Linked DNA regions of Mus musculus: regions 1 and 3 are each linked to region 2. A link is a contact called in public ChIA-PET and Hi-C data. All regions are on one chromosome and are shown on one strand. The core of a region is the stretch at or near the end of the contact, and the rest is flanking DNA. Distances in the headings are between cores, read along the strand shown.

Region 1 (3,178 bases), core at 47-2,546, 470 kb before region 2:
TTTTAGGCTTACATTGGTTATATACCATGAAAGTTATTTATCATCCTGTAACAATATGAAACAGTCAAATGTCCTTGGATAATCTGGATCTTATCTTTTTAGTATTCTTTTTACATTCATTTATTTATTTTGTACTCACATGCCAAGGCATGTGTGTGGAGGTCAAAGGACAACTTTCAGAGTCAGTTCTTTTTTCTATCACAAGGTCCCAGGGTTGCTGGCTTTTACCTGCTTGCTAAGCTGTCTCACTAGCCATCATTCCTTTAGTAAAGTACATGATCTGTAATTCAAAGCAATAGACCTAAGTCAAGGGCCTTACTTTTACTCAAGCAACAGTTTTTCAGTGCAGACTCAACTAAAAAAAAAAAGCTACAGATTTTCCAATATGAAAAGCTTAAGAAAACTGTAGATAGCAATCTTTAATGTCAGTATACTTTCAAAGGAAGGAATCCTTCTACCTTACAGCTCTATGATCACATTTGCATTTTTCTGTTTATTCGGCCACATATGGAATGTGTATATTAGAAAACAGCACTGTATAGTTCAGGGAATATTTATTAAAAAAAACCCAAAACCTCCTTTTATTAACATTAATTAAAATGTAATATAAATTTGAAGGTAAACTGCTAAAGAAAGGTTCTTACATAGAAATGAGAATTTGACAGGGAAAGGCCCTCTCATAACCACATCCTGTAACAAATGTATCAAGAGTTTAAAATCCAGGAGAGTAAAGAACTGTGGGTTTTTTTTTTTCTGTTTTCTTCTTTTCTTTTTAAACACAAGGGTTTTCAGTATAGCTGCAGGAGGCCTTAGAACTAATGATGTAGTCCAAGCTGGCCTTGAACTTGGGTACTTTTGCTTCGGCCTTGTGGTTATACAAGCTTGCCACCGTGATGCTAACTTTTGAAGATAATCATGAAGAGCCTTGTGGTTTAAATGAAAATGGCCCCTCTAGGCCCATAGGGATGGGTACTACTGGGAGGTGTGGCCTTGTTTGAGAAAGTGTCACTGGGCTTTGGGGTTTCTCTCTTCCTGCTGCCTGCAGATCCAGATATAGAACACTCTTCGATGCTGGATGCTGCCATGCTACCTACTGTGACAATCATGAACTAAACCTCTGAACTGTAAGCCAGCTCTAATTAAATGTTTTCCCTTGTAAGTGTCGCTGTGGTCATGGTGTCTCCTCACAGCAATAAAACCCAAACTAAGACAAGCCTCTAGTTTCTATTTTACAGAAAAGGTATTATGGATAATCTCTCTTGGGACTAATTCTGGAGACACATCCATAGCCAGCACACAGAATCTCCCCAGCTCACCTCATCCTACACATTGCAGAGGAAGGCTGCTCACAGTGGTGCACAGACAGGATAGCCTGTCTGTGGCAGGTTACCAGGAACTAGTGAAATCTTTGACTAGGTAGATGAGGAATGGATCTGGCTATGGCGCTGGTTCCTTTTAGGGCACACAAGAAAAGTGGATACCAGTCATACTGATGTCCTAAATCCAGGTGGTTAGCCAGTAATGGGAAACTGGAACTAAGTGGAGATTTTCAAAGGCAGTGGAAAGTCATGATGGTAGAAGGCTGAACTCAGAAAGCTGGTTCTAAGATGAACTGAGGGCCTGCCTATGCCAGTAAAGTCTGGGGCCTACAACTTGTTCCCAAAGCTAAACAGTTCTAAGCACACTCTAAGGTCACCATCATGTGTGGCCCTGCCTCTCCATCATCCTGATCACACCAAGTATGCCACGAAGAATACAAATCAAGTGTTCTTTCAGTTTCTGTTTTCATCAAGCCTTAAACTGTGAAGTCTGAAGCAGCAATGTTTTGTTTACACATCTGTTCAAACAAAAGACTTAAAAAGAGATCTCTTTGGTTAAGGGCCAAACTGTAAGCACACACAAAGGCATAAATTCGCTTATCTTTGCAATGCAAGGAACTGGGAGAGCTATCAAAACAGACAGAACAGTGAAAGAAAATCCATGCAAATGGCAGCTGGATCTAAAGTGATAAAACTGTTTAACGATCTTTGGGCAACAGTGAAAAATATTCAAATTAATTATGCAAGGTTATCATAAAGTAGGGTCTCTGTATTCAACAAAAACCTAAGGCTAAAACCTACTCCTGAACCTTAAACCACTGTCTAGGAAAAAACCAACTGGTTAGTGGATTGAACCCAAATATATACCAAAGCCACATTTTCTGCATATGTTCAAAACTGACAATCAGGCCTGAAAACACAAACATGTTGTGAGAGGAAGAGGGGACTGAAGTTGGAAACTCTAGCTCCTTTCCTCCCAGAAGGTACAATAGCTGCAATCTAAAGCAACTTTATTTTGTGTGTTGGCTTTACGGCAGGATCCTAGGCTAGCCTAAAACTCATCACGCAGCATAGGATGGTACTGAACTTACAATTCTGCTTGAGACTCTGGAGTGCTGGCATGATATAGATGTGCATCTCCATACCCAGTCTGTAGTAAGAAACTTCACAAAACTTGCCTGGCAGACGGCTCAGAAGACATAGGTGCTTGCTTCTAAACCCAATGACCTGAGTTCAATCCCCAAACCCCACACAGTGGAAGTAGAAAACCGAATCCTTCAAGCTCCATGTACATGTAACACACACACACACACACACACACAGACACACACACACAGACACACACACACACAGATACAGATACAGATAGACACACACACAGGGGGGGGGAGGGATACATGGTAAAACACACACACTAAACAAATGTAAAAGAAGAAGGAGAACGAAAATGAGAAGGGAAGAAGAAGGAGGAGGAGGAGGAGGAAGAGGAGGAGAAGAAGAAGGAGAAGAAGGAATTTCACAGAACTGTGGGAGACAGAGGATGAAGTCACATTGTAGCTCCATACATAGGCAGGCCATCTTCCTTACTCAATTCTCTACATGCTCCTTTATTAAGCAGGCTTCCTTTGCCAGCACTATGACCAACAATGATGTATAGTAAGCACGCATGCTGCTCAAACCTGACTAATTGTTCTGCATTACCTGCCACCATGGCCACTTTAATCTGAGCAGCTCAGTTGAAGGAGTTTTACTGTAAAATGGTAGTAGGGATCTGCTTTATGCTGTATTTTAATGTGGGATTAAGTAACAAGCATGTGCTGAATGCCCACTCTCTGTTGCTGTTGCTAAGTGGTGGTGGC
Region 2 (3,326 bases), core at 64-2,563:
CTTCGTAGGACTTCAACTGCTACTAAGGCTGTACCTTTTCTAATGGCCTGTCCTGGCTTCTCAGAGTGCCAAGCCCCACTTGCTTGCTATGACCCTTTCATGCCTTCAAAACTAGCACCAACTGGATGGTCTTACACATTACCAAGTCTTGGGCACTTCTGAAACACAGCTTCTGTGTGCCAACTCTGGGGAAACACTTTGCAGATTTTCCTTCCATGTCTCTTAAAAACAAACAAACAAACAACAAAACTACCACTGATTTCTTCGCTCCAGCTGACCAGCATCAACTGTCCCAGCAAAGGTTTAATTTTAGTGGCTCTCGTCCTTTGTTAATCACAGCTGACTCTTTAGCCCCAGACAACCAGAACCACAGATTATCAGCTCAGAGTAGCAAATAGCCCTGATAAGAGTCTTTGGGTGGCTTTTAAACTTCCCTCTGGAGCTTCCCAGGACTCCATTGTCTGCATTGCTCTGAATATTCTTTTTTTTTCCCCAGATTTATTTATTTTATGTATATGAGTACACTGTTGCTCTGTTCAGACACACCAGAAGAGGGCATCAGATCCCATCACAGATGATTGTAAGCCACCATGTGGTTGCTGGGAATTGAACTCAGGGCCTCTGGAAGAGCAGTCAGTGCTCTTAATCACTGAGCCATCTCTCCAGCCCCTGCTCTGAATAATCTTATCTTTAACGTTCCCTCAGAATAGCTCACTAAGCTTTGAACACTCACTGGCTTTTCTAGCCTAATGTTCCAATAAATATTCCAATAAACAATCCTCCAATAAACAACCTAGTCAGATTTGTCACAGCAATATCCCATGATCCAGGTACCAATTTGTCTTAGTTACAGTTACTGTTGCTATGGTAAAACCATGACCAAAAGCAAGCTGGGGAGGAAAGGGTTGATTTGGCTGTGTTCTGCTGCCTCAGCTGTGTCCTTAGCCCCATGGAAAATGTGAATAGAGTCTAACAGTCTTTCCTGAGATGGCTGGCGCTGTGGTGAGGGAAGCAGACACATCTTCCTGTGGTGATTACAGGCAATGGGAGAAGTAAGAGGGGTTACTGTTTATTCTCAGGCAGTTTGGGCAAGCACTGGCTTCAGTTTTAAAAACAAGAGAAAGCAGCTGGTTGGAATGATGTGGAGGCCATCCCTCCACAACCAGTTTCAGCTGTGGATTGACTTTTTTTCTTTTTCTTTTTTTTTTTTTTGGCTCTTCAGCAGGTGGTGCTGCAGTGCCATAAGACAGTTCATCTCTAGGAAGCTGGCTGAGGCCTGGATCAGGTTGATCCGAACTGCACAGCACCAACAGGCTGGGTTGAGTGAAAAGGCATTGCATTCGGAAATGTCAGTTCAGATGTCCCCTTCTCAGCTTGCCTAGCCTGCAGTTCTCTGCCTGGTTTGGGTTTCTAAGCATAGAGGCACAAAACTCCTCCCGAGGTAGAATCTTTATGTTTCTGTCCTGGTTCCAGTTCAGGAAGTGTTTATATATATTTTTAGTTTCACCACAACATTTTGGGTTTTCTCTTTGATGTGTCCCGTCTGGTCGCTGTGTTTGGAGTAGAGAGCCCATCAAAGAGGATTTCTTGTGCTGTCTTAACAGGAAGCCATGGGCTGAGAGTGTAAAGGAAACAAAGTTAGGTACTTGGTTATATACAGAACTAAAACGTAACCACAAGAAAGCTGCTTCTGTATGAGTCCAGTGGCCCTCAGCACACGGTTACAGGAACTCCTTCTGAGGCTTGCAGGCCCCCGAAGATAAGGACGATTAAGTAGGTGGGGTTCATTAGCATGCTCAAGTTGTCTAGAAAGATTGTACTTACTCTTTACCCTTTTGAAGATAAAATTAAAATAAAAAAGTCTCCAGACACCTCCATTGCCTAACCAGGTACTGCCTTGGACTTTCATTGCCTCTAGCTGCTTGTGTTGGCACACAAGTAGCTCTGCTTGAAATGCTGGGATACATTACCAAAGAACAGAGATGAAAGTGTTTATAGCGTCTGACCTCACCTTGAGGTTGCCATTCCGTTGTTGCTTTGAAGAGGGAAGTGGCTGGCAATGCCACACTGCCCATAGAGTCAGGGTCAAGCTGGTCAGAAGTGAATGTCAGTGACCACGGTATCACCTGAGTCAAATCACTCTTGTCCATTGAATTCACTTATTTTAGACATTTGCCATGTGGACTTTGTTCAAGTGTTTACATGGGTAAAAACTGTACTTTTAAATTTCTACAGATTTTTAGTTTTTAATTTTACAAGTATTAAAAGCATAGGACTTTACTAGTTTATGTTTGTGATACCTAACAGGATTAAAAAAAAAAATAACTTGAACCTGTCCTTGGGGCTCTCAGCTGTTCTTAGAGTGAGAAACCCTGCTTAGGTAAGCTTTGTTGATATACAGGCCTTGATCTTACTCACTGGCCACAGGTTGCCTGAGAGCAGGAGCCTTTTCACTAGAAGTGTGTTTGAGTTCCTAGTGTAAAATGGCTTCCTACAAATGTGCAGGCATCTTTTCTTGGTTTTGTTGGTGAGTGATAAATTCCTGTTCGAAGCAAAGATGGAGAGGAGAAGTAAACTCAGAGTCAAGTCACCAGTGACAAAGGCAAGAAGACAATTTCTTCCTTATTTTTTTGACTTTTCAAAACAGGGTTTCTCTGTGTAGTTCTGGCTATCCTGGAACTGGCTCTGTAGACCAGACTTAGACATCCACCTTCATCTTCTCTGCTTCCTGAGTGTTGGGCTCAAAGATGTTCACCGTCAAGCCTGGCCAGTGTCTAATATTTTAATTATGTTAGAGCCAACCTTGGTTGTCAACTTATTCTCTCTGGGAAGAGGGAGCCTCCATTAGGTTGGCTTCTGGGCATGTCTGTGGTCCATTTTCTTGATTAATGATTGACGTAGGAGGGTCCAGCCTACTTCTGGTGGTGCCACCCCTAGGGAGGTGGTCCTGCTGAACAAATCACGAGGTTCAAACCCCTAAGCACTATTTTGTTGTTTCTGTTTCGAACTCCTGCTTTGGGTTCCTTTGATGGTGGCTATATCCTGTAAACCAACTAAACTGTTTCCTCCTAAAGTTGCTTTTGGTCATTGTTTTATAACAGCCACTGAGAACCAAACTCAAGACAAAATACTAATGTGTTCTTCAGCACTTTTTCTAATGGACTTAACTGGAAGCCTGCAGTGTCATCTACAGAGATGAAGACAAAACTGCCTGGGCAGTAGTAGGTTGTCATTGTTTATTCAAGGGTAGGGGTGAGGGGTGGGGGAGTGGTGGGGGTAGTGTGGGAGTGGTGGGGGTGGGTGAGGCGGAGGGTGAGAGTCGCTGT
Region 3 (3,299 bases), core at 30-2,529, 300 kb after region 2:
TTCACTTCAGTGGATTAGCTCCCAGCAGCATCGGAAGCAGATCTCAACGTTTGCTGGGTTAGATCTACAGCCAAAGGATCTACAGCCATGAGCAAGTCTAAAGAATTTCACACTAGCCTTCTGAATTACTTGGAGAAAGTAACTTAAAAAAAAAAAAAACCAAAACTTTTCATTTTATAATCTCATTATGAATCATTAAACTCTTCAAAACCCCTTAAGCACATACTTTTTAAAATACAGTATTAAAAAAAAGCTATAAATGGTGCTGGTTACATTTTAAATCAACAAATAGCTTTTATTTGAAAACCAAAAATTAGGGTTTAAAGTCATTCATTTGATGTGCTTCACACTAAAATTCACTTAGTCAAATAAGTTTCCTTTAAAAAAAAAATCCTCCAATTCTAGGAAGTTACTGAAACCATCATCTTCTAAGGCTTCTTCTCAAAGTACACAGTCTAGAATATTCATCTAGAAAGCGGCCTCACCACGGCTACTCACATTGATAATCAAATAATAAGCTTCATTTGTAAAATTCAAAATGTGGTTTGCAGATGCCAGGAGGCCTGGGGAGAGTCATCAGAGAGGAGCCCTGCGCTTCCTTTGTGCGTGGAGCTAACAGGATTAAGGCTTGAAGAATTGAATAAAGCCCTGGGCTGGTTAAGATGGATGGATCACATTTCAGGTTCCCATTTCATAATGGGCATGCCCCACATTTCTCAAAATAAAACACGCCAGTGAGCTCATTCCAGTGACTGTGCTTCCTGACATTCATTTTGGAAACTTTAAAATGGATTCTGTGTCCAGATCCTCTCTTGAGCCACATGGTTCTTTGTGTAGCTGGGCTGCCTGGTTCAGGCAGCTTCTTGCTTCATAGCCAGTGGTTTCCTGCTATGGTCCAGTTACATGGCAAAGAAAGTAGAGATTACCATGCCGAAGGATTTCTGTCTATGGACTTATGGTTTCTTACTTTCCAACTACGTGGTGATTTGCACCGGCCCTAACCTGTAAATGTAAAATGTGCAATATCAGCCATCTTCCTCTAGGCAGCGGGCTGAAGCACGGCTCTGCTGGTTTGCACCCTCAAGGTGGTTATTATCAAGTAGAATCTGTGGTTGGAAAGTGTCCAGCAGTAGCACAAACTGTCTAGAAGAGATTTTCATATAGGAGTTCCAACAGCTGTCTGTTAGGTCAGATTTCTGTGAGAACCAAGGCACACATTCTCAACTGTACACAGCTGTCCCGGATTAAACAGGAACAGTTTCTTAAAGTGACAACAAAAGTCCAAGTGTAAAGGAAGACAGTGTGAAGCGCATCAAAAGTGTTCAGCCCAGGCATTGCCACTGTGCACAGCATCAAGCCATGCTACCAGTCAGCGGGCTTAGAGGCTGTTTAGCCACCATGATGGCCAAAGCTTTGCTTATTAATTAGCAACTTATTAACACCAAAGTGCCTATGGACTAAGACACATTTCAATTCCATAATAGATTCCCTCCGCTTGAAATTCCTCTATTACAGAAAAGCAGTCTGTTTAAAGCACAGTGCTTATTAAATGAAGGATACACAGAAACTGTACAGAAACAGAGCATCAGAATTTGGAGAGGAAGTTAAAGAGAATTAAAACAAGCTGTGATGATCTTAACAAAGACACACAGAACCTGTTACTAGGCAGAGACATTTGGTCAAATTTCCTGTTTTCCCCCAAGTCCTGGTTTGGCTTGAATATGTTGTCAGTGCACAGTTTCCTGCTGCTGATTCATGCTGCTCACGTGTAAAAGCCAGGGACAGTCCTAAGACTTATCTAAGGACTTTTCTCTTCTCCAGACTTTGGTCTTCACCATAACCGAGATGATAAACTACAGATCTAAATTGCTGAAAATTGTAGCAAGTCCCCAGAAAATCACTAAGGTGAGTCAACACAGCCATGGAACAGTCTCCCTCTAGCCCTCAACCACTTCAGTCCAAGACTGCAGAGATAGTTGTGAACTACTACCAAGAGCATTAAACCACAGCCAAGTAAGTGTCACCGATGGCTCTTTGTTTAAAACAAACAAAAAGTTCTCTGCAAAAGTCTGATACTACGGCAGACTACTATAAAATCAAAGACCATTGCATACAGAGTGGAAGAAAATAAAAAGTCCTCCCTTGGGAAAGAATCCAAAACATTAACATTTCTCAGGATATTTTACAAATCATGCTGCTTCATTAAACACATGCCACTGGGAGTCTCCTCTATTACTAACAACACTTTTCATAATGACCTTCACATGTTTAAATCAATGGCTGCCGAAAACGTGCATTTATATTACATAAACAAAACCTAACATAAACATGCCCAGATAAAAAACTTTATAGAAATGCCTGGCTACAATTCCCCAATGTAAATAGACCTCATGAATGGCCCAGCAAAAACAATTTTAGTGTATTTTTATCCCCCAAAGCAAAAGGCACAGTCCAAAAGCAGACAGCTCTGCTGAAAACTGCACTCCTAACACACGAATAAGCAACTCTAGTGATGTTCAATGCACCAACTGGTTTTGATCCAGGGAAAGCCATGAGACTTATTTTCTATAAGCACCTGCTATTTTCTCATTGAGCCCTTGTTCAGTTACTTGTTCTCTTGTTTATTGCCTATCCACCTCAAATTATAAATTTCCTTAGAATAAAGACAATGATTGTCTTGTTTTCTGCTTTCTCTGCTTATCCCACTGAGCACACAGAAGATGCAAGAACTGGTTTAGCCATCTGCTCTCTGCACTGAAACTGTTCTCACCAGAGTCCAGCTGTTTCCCTGTAATGCCTTAGTACTTCCAAGTTTCATGGACTCACACTGCAGCCTCTCTTGCAACCTCACTCATCTTCCAGCCTCCCTTGCAGCTAAGTAGCACTAAGACTGAATAAGCCAAAGTACTGGCAGGGTATTTACTCTGAGGCCTTGGCTCATTGTTAGCTCGCTTAGAGTGCCTGAAGCCCTAGGTTCAACCTCCAGAAACACCAAAACAAATGGACAAATATTCTACAGCAGCTTAGAGAACCTCCTAAGGACAGGCAATGCAAGCTCCTTGCATCTTCTAGCTGGATAGAATAAGTAGACAATGGCTGGAGCTTTGACAACCATTGAGAATCATGAGTTGATCTTGAGAATAAAAAGTATAGGTTAGGATGGTAGAAGCACTGTGCTTTCTGACACAGTGGAGAACCACAGCCTGGCCTCTCTGTCTCTAATCTCACAAGGGAAAATAATTAAACTCCTATTTCTAAGTTATTTTGAGTTTTCAGTCACATGTACCCAAACCAAATCT

What was found. A called contact is a pair of places that touch in the nucleus more often than the background predicts. ChIA-PET counts read pairs in DNA pulled down with a chosen protein or histone mark.
Region 1: an RNA polymerase II ChIA-PET map of effector CD8 T cells shows a contact between it and region 2, with 6 read pairs. The contact joins two enhancer-like sites. A contact is called at or near these places in 1 of 484 Hi-C or Micro-C datasets (embryonic stem cells) and 2 of 115 datasets of contacts at active chromatin or transcription factors (effector CD8 T cells and memory CD8 T cells).
Region 3: a Hi-C map of the Ba/F3 cell line shows a contact between it and region 2, with 1.9 times the contacts expected there. The contact joins two enhancer-like sites. A contact is called at or near these places in 1 of 484 Hi-C or Micro-C datasets (the Ba/F3 cell line) and 2 of 9 other capture datasets (adipose tissue and liver).

Annotation. Positions count from the first base shown.
Region 1 is chr13:63,884,394-63,887,571 of GRCm38.p6, reverse strand. All of the region lies in intron 17 of Ercc6l2 (excision repair cross-complementing rodent repair deficiency, complementation group 6 like 2), which reads right to left. Among named protein-coding and RNA genes, the nearest start is that of Gm46423, 21 kb to the left of the region's middle. Within about 2 kb of position 1,296, at least 43 of the 459 cell types and tissues checked have an H3K27ac peak or open chromatin away from gene starts, as enhancers often do. A contact at or near this core is called in effector CD8 T cells and memory CD8 T cells, where this site is marked.
Region 2 is chr13:63,409,433-63,412,758 of GRCm38.p6, reverse strand. The region is part of intron 1 of Fancc (Fanconi anemia, complementation group C); the gene reads left to right. Among named protein-coding and RNA genes, the nearest start is that of Fancc, 21 kb to the left of the region's middle. Within about 2 kb of position 1,313, at least 78 of the 459 cell types and tissues checked have an H3K27ac peak or open chromatin away from gene starts, as enhancers often do. A contact at or near this core is called in the Ba/F3 cell line, effector CD8 T cells and memory CD8 T cells, where this site is marked.
Region 3 is chr13:63,110,616-63,113,914 of GRCm38.p6, reverse strand. All of the region lies in intron 5 of Aopep (aminopeptidase O), which reads right to left. Among named protein-coding and RNA genes, the nearest start is that of Gm46422, 18 kb to the right of the region's middle. Within about 2 kb of position 1,279, at least 122 of the 459 cell types and tissues checked have an H3K27ac peak or open chromatin away from gene starts, as enhancers often do. A contact at or near this core is called in the Ba/F3 cell line, where this site is marked.